2 separate regions of the Gossypium arboreum genome follow, and region 1 is linked to region 2. Evidence: chromatin contacts called from public Hi-C data. All regions are on one chromosome and are shown on one strand. Each heading gives the region's core, a stretch centred on a gene start, on an enhancer-like site or on the middle of the called end of the contact. The rest is flanking DNA. Distances are from core to core; before and after follow the strand shown.

The links. A called contact is a pair of places that touch in the nucleus more often than the background predicts.
Region 1: a contact with region 2 is called in a Hi-C map of leaf, with 2.6 times the contacts expected there. The contact joins the enhancer-like site here to the promoter of LOC108453595 in region 2. A contact is called at or near these places in 2 of 5 Hi-C or Micro-C datasets (both in leaf).

Annotation. Positions count from the first base shown.
Region 1 is chr3:77,725,376-77,728,357 of ASM2569848v2, reverse strand. It overlaps LOC108452952 (zinc finger CCCH domain-containing protein 5), which reads left to right. Exons shown (of 9, transcript XM_017750771.2): 8 at 1-35; 9 at 278-1,555. The coding sequence ends at 1,142. Among protein-coding and RNA genes, the nearest start is that of LOC108452952, 15 kb to the left of the region's middle. Within about 2 kb of position 1,702, at least 1 of the 2 cell types and tissues checked has an H3K27ac peak or open chromatin away from gene starts, as enhancers often do. A contact at or near this core is called in leaf, where this site is marked.
Region 2 is chr3:77,163,247-77,166,557 of ASM2569848v2, reverse strand. LOC108453595 (PHD finger protein ALFIN-LIKE 7-like) reads left to right here and starts at 1,523. Exons shown (of 6, transcript XM_053025756.1): 1 at 1,523-1,781; 2 at 1,891-2,066; 3 at 2,190-2,222. The coding sequence starts at 1,970.

The DNA of each region.
Region 1 (2,982 bases), core at 453-2,952, 560 kb before region 2:
AACCCTAACCATCTGGTAAAATCAGATGATGATAGGTGCGTATTTTTAATTGTATCAATAAGTCATAACTTTGGTTTTGTATGTTATGTCTTATGTTTTCTGTTGGTCTATTACTAATAAAAATTCTTACATGTCAACCGTAGTAAAAATGTCTGGATTGTAAATTTTCTGCTTGTCAGCTTAGGTTTATTTTATTCTTCTGGTTTAAATTTGAAGTCCATTTCGATACATCTGTTAAGGTTTGTTCTATTTCTCATTATTTTCTGATTCATGATAGGCACCGCTCTAGAAGATCAATATCCAGGGAGAGGGGCAAGAATAATGATAGAAAACAAAGAAAAGATTTAGATGGGAGATGTGATCGACAGAAGACAAGTTTAAAACGGGAACAAAACAGTGAGAGAATCCTTGATACCAGTTCTGATGGAGGTTATTCAGAAAGTGATATAGATGGCGCCAGAGATACTGATAAAATTAGAAGCCATTTTCATGCTAAGAGAAACTCAAAATGGCAGAGTGATTCATCAGAATACTTGGCTGATACGAACAGGGTCTATGAAGACAGAGAATGTCAGACCAAGAAAAGGAGAAGGCATCAAAGTAAAGGGGAATATGGAGGCAGTGTTGTCTGCATTCATGAAGATTATGGAGATCAGTTGGATAGAGACAGAGACAGTGGTAAAAGCTCAAGACACTATATCAGAGAATCATCCCTGAATGATTGGGGGGCTAGCAAGAACAAAATTCATGTTTCAGATTCACTTGTAAAGCAGTTGAGTACTGTCAGTGACAGAGAAAGTCATCATCATAATAGACAGAAAAGCTCAGGAAACCTGGACGAAGTTTTAGGACCTGATGATTATGGCAATGCTGACTATAGGACTCATGAGAGTAATTCTAGTGATCATGGGTCTGAGAGGAATAAGGGCAGACATTATGATCATCAGAGTAAGCGTTCACAACACTTGGTTGAATGTTCTGAACTCCTAGATGCTCCAGTTCATCAAGCAAAGTTGAAAGATAAACGAGACCTAAAAAGGGGTAGGCACTCAAGGCACAGGTATGAGGAGATCGATTTTTCCGATGATCGTGAGGGGAAACATCATGTAAAACGCAGATCTCATGGTCATAAAAGACGATGAGAAAAGGCCAAATAGGGATACTTAAATTCTAGCATCCACGAATAGAAAGCTTCTAATCTTATAATTTTTTTTTGAATTAGCTCTAGGATCCAAGGTGTAGCTTCTACGGTCGTACACAATCTAAAGATGTGGCAACTTGTTTAGGACCATATAGCACAGTGGAAGCAATGTAGAAAGGACGGAGACGTTAACTAGACTTGCACATGACCTTGCACGCTGGCATCCAATCTAAATGTTAATGTGATTATGTTTTACTTTGTGACAGCACAATTGTTTCCTTGGCTACTAGCTTGGTAGGCTTCAGTGGATAAGGTCAGAGTTTGTAACATCCCTTATCTGTCCTGGTTTATGGTACAAATAGATGTTTTTTTTAACACAAATGAATAAAAATTTTAAAGTTTCAATACTTTAAATATTTTTATAAGATCATATAATCCAGTTTACAAAAATTTTGATGCTTCAAAGACATCTTAAAATCATTTAGATGTTGTTTAGGGGTGGTAGATAGGAGGTGTTTGGGACTTATATGGACCTCCGAAAGTTGGAACGGGCCAAAACAGTGCGGCTGGCTAAGACTGAAGGAGAGCACAAGTACCTCTAGAGAAGTGTAGGTACTTCTTGGGACTGGTATTGTTGCATTTTGCTCACTATCCTCAAATGTTCCAAAACAACTAAGCAATGTATTGATACTTGGACCTTTGGAGTAAAAAATTTAGTTCAATTATATTCTACAACATCCCTAACTACCTACCAATATATTTCTACAAGTTTCAAATAATTATAAAACAAATTCTAAAACCATCTAGGCTCAATATACAAAAGCCATAAACACATTCAAATTAAATAACAAAATAAGACTCCATTACGAACACAAAATAATTTGAAATTACAAATCAATTACCAATACAAGATTTCATCTGTCTTATTGTCTTTATCTACATACCAAGGTCCTTAAACCAATGACAAAAAAAGATAAATACATTACACTCTTAAGTCTTAAATAGTGATGCGATGCTCCCAAGCTAGAATCACGATTACTCGGAAAAATCAAAATTTAAACACTTAAATAACTAAAGCGTGAGCTCGAAGAGCTCAGTAAGTACTCAATGATAAACGTACTTATCTTATTTCATTATTAATGATAAGCCCCTTAGAATATCAAGAGTTCATTTATGCCACAATTTAGCTTTTTTAGCAGATTCATTTTTTAGTACCAAATTATAAGGGCTAATTTACACATTGTTGATTCATTAGACGTTCATGTTTTTTAATGTGAAAATAAAATAAAATAAAATAAAAAATAAAATAAAGAACACACAAATTTTTACGTGAAAACCCTTTCGGGAAAAAACCACAGGCAGAGGAGAAGAAAATTTACTATGTCGAATTCGAATAAATACAAGAGGAATAGACTATGTCTATTTATAGGCTTGTAAAGCCATATTCTAGTAAGACTGAAACACCTTGTTCTAATTAATATAAAATAGATGGAGTTTAATAAGGTTTAAAAAAACCTTATTCTAAAATAAAATAAAAGAAGTGTAATTCTATATGGATTCTTCATTTATTTTATTTTACCACTGTATTTTATTTAAATAAGGATTCAGGTCACTTAATTCTAACAATCTCCACCTTGACACGAATTTTCAATGAACAAGTTCTTCATCGCGAACTCTCAACGAACAAGTTCTTCATTGCGAACTCTCAACGAACAAGTTCTCCAGTTTTTCCACAAAACCCCTTAAGGGCTTAACTTTAACAATGAATACTAACCATGTCTAAGCAATGCTCAAACTTGGTTATAGGAAGTGACTTAGTCATCATATCTGCAGGATTTTCA
Region 2 (3,311 bases), core at 274-2,773:
ACTCTTTTATTTTATAAAAGCAAATAATTATTGCAAATATCATTATTTCTAATAGATATAACTTTTATATGTGTAACATTTATTTTCAATCCACATAATGAGTTTAGCATGTTAGAATCATAAATTAAGATATGATATAAAACTTAATAAATCATAAATCAGGATTTGTCATGTTAAATCATCAAGAACAAAGCAAAAATAAAACTAGATGTGGAAGCGTACCTAAATCCATAAATTCCTTGAAGCTTTTTCGGATCTTAGGGATTTGATCTTTCAAATTAGCACACAAAAAATTCAAAGAATATTTACAAAAAATTCAAAGAATATTTTCTCTCTCTTTCCTAAGGATGAGATATTAGAACAGTTATATTGTATGTAATTTTGGGACCGTAACCCTAATATATATAACTTTGGCACATTAGCCCTAATTTATAATTAGCCCATCATTAATATCTGACCCATACTATATTTAATAATTTAAAGCCCAATAAACCTTAACCAAATTAGATCACTTTTAATTTGGGCTAAATCATGATAGTAAATAATAACATGTAATTACCCTTATTATATATGTGATGTTCATATTTTCTAATATAGTAAATTTTAATATTATATATTTTTGTATGTGTATTTGGAATATTTCACATATAAAAATACTTGAAATATTTTACATATAAAAATAATAATGATATTTAAAATCATTATTTCATTTTATAATATTAGAAATCACCATACCCACAACATAGTTGGAGAAAATAAATATTTGACATATAAATATTATATAATTAAAAATAATGATATTTTCAATAATTATTTGATTTTATAAATAAAAGAGTTATTAATTAAAAATATGAATTAAAAAAAAATTGAAAACAATATATTTATTAATTAAAATAAAAAAACTTGAAACAACATGAAATAAAAAAAAGATGAAATCACTATTATAACTGTTTAACCAAATGAGCTAATGTGTTAAAAACATTAATTAAAAATAAAAAAAAAGTTTGAAACAACATGAAATAAAAAATACAAATATAAGTAAGAGAGAAATTGAATCCGAGGCTTAAAGACAACACCACTATTATTTAATCATCTGGCCAGAGAAGCTAATGTGTCAAAAAAGTCAGAATACACATTGTAGGACGCGAAAAACCAGCTAGAAACCTTAATTTATTTTTTTAAAAAGTGGAATATTCGTAAATTTTGGCCCCTATCCAAGAGGGCTAGGTAGCCCAGCCGACCCGATAAGCTCAGCTTGGCTTGGGTCTGTCTTGGATAGAGATTTTTGTACCTTGGACCCACCTAAATTCAAATTAATTAATTAAAATGTTGTTCAAATTTAAATTTAATTATTAAAATATATAAATGTGAATTAAAAATATAAATTTTAATATTTTATTATTTTAGAATAATAAAATGAGTTTTAAGGGTAGGTCAAGTCGGTGTGAAAACAGATTTAAGCTTGAAATATTTTTAAAATCAGGTACTTCTACTTATGATATATAAAGTATAAGTAATGTAACAAAATATCATACCAGTGCTGTATGTATCATTCCATAAAATGTAAATCATCTAGATGATTAAAGAAAATATAACTAAGAAATTAGTATATAAAAGAGAATAGATGAGAGTAGGCTATTAAATTGTAGGAAAAGGAATGGTATATGTATGCTTAAAAAGAAGAGTAAAAATGTTGCTGCAAGAGGAGGGCCACATCAATGAATCGTTCTAAAATTGGAATTTTTAGTTTCTGTTATCCGTGTGCTGCTCTCTTTCACAAAGTATATATATTATATTAAATATAAAATTTAAGTAAATCGCAATCCCACCTCTAATTCTATTCACAAAGCCAGCAGAAAACCCTAATTCTGATTTTCCTTTGATTTGTAGTTTGTTTGGTCCACGTACCAGTACGACATTAAGATTGGGTTAGTGAGGGCAAAAATCTAAACAGGAATTCAGAAAAGGAATGGAAGGGGTACCACACCCAATACCCAGAACGGTAGAAGAGGTCTTCAATGACTTCAGGGGCAGACGCTCTGGCTTGATTAAGGCTCTCACCACTGGTTCCTTCGCCTCTCTTTCTTTCTTTCTTTCGTTGTTGCTGTTATGGCTATTATGTATGTATATATATATATATTCAAAATTACAAACTAATTCAAGTAATGTCTTTGGGTTATTTTTGGCAGATGTTGATAAGTTCTACCAACAGTGTGATCCCGGTGGGCTATTTTTTGCTCTTCTCTGTATCTTCTAATTTTGCGGCATTTATTTTGTGTCTATGTTCGTTTTACTCTTCTCGAGTTTTCGTTCTTTGGTTAGCTACTTCTTATCTGTCTCTGCTAGATTTTCTTAATGTCTGACAAAGCACATATTTTATCCTGTTGTAGAAGCAGACTCTTTGACGAAAGCTAATATGAACGTCTCATTGTCAAATGTATTTAGCGAAAGCAGTTAATTTTGTCTCTTGCATGATGGCTGAGTGGTCAGTTAAATTGTCTAATTTCTAGTTCTTGATTTTGCGATATTTAGTTTGATCTTCAGTTCTGTGAGCCTCTGGTTTCCTTCTCGACCTTATCAATCTGTAAATAGGTCATGCTTGTTATGTCAACATGTTTTATGTGGAGTACACTGTAAAGAATTCCTAATTCAATTCACTTCAATCATGGGAGGCCATGTCGTTTTATCCCCCCCCCCCTCCTCTTTTTCTTTTATTGTTTTAGTCCTCATAGATTATTTATCATATCAGCCCCTTTTATTATTGTTGATGGCATCAAGTCTTGATGCATTTCCTACACTCTACTTGTTTCGCCTGCAAGGAGTTATATTGATGCTTTACTTTTCTTGCAAATGAGCTGTCTTTTGTTTTTGGTTTTGATAGAGTGACTGTTTTGCTAGTTAACCACTCTGGCAAGTGTCCATTCTCAGCGTTGAAAAAAAATTGAAGCCTGGATATGGAAGCTGTAAAATAACATGTTCGTCGAAATTGCCTAAACCTGTTTTTTTCGTTAATCTTTTCCTTTTCACAATATTCGAGATCATGATTTATTTACTACTAATTGACCTGCCCCCATGTTACTGCCTCAACTGGCTGAAGTTTTGCAATTATTTTTTTTGTTTCCTCAGAAATGTACTTTTCTTTTTATTTCATTTATGAGTTTTGGTCTGTTTGTTGTTAATATTAATATTAATATTTAAATTCTGGTGATATTATGATTACTTTTTCTGTTGTTTTGCATATTCTCTACATGTTTGTTAATGTGTATCCCTGGTCTAAACCTTCAAAGTCTAGGTTCATTAATAAGTGGCAG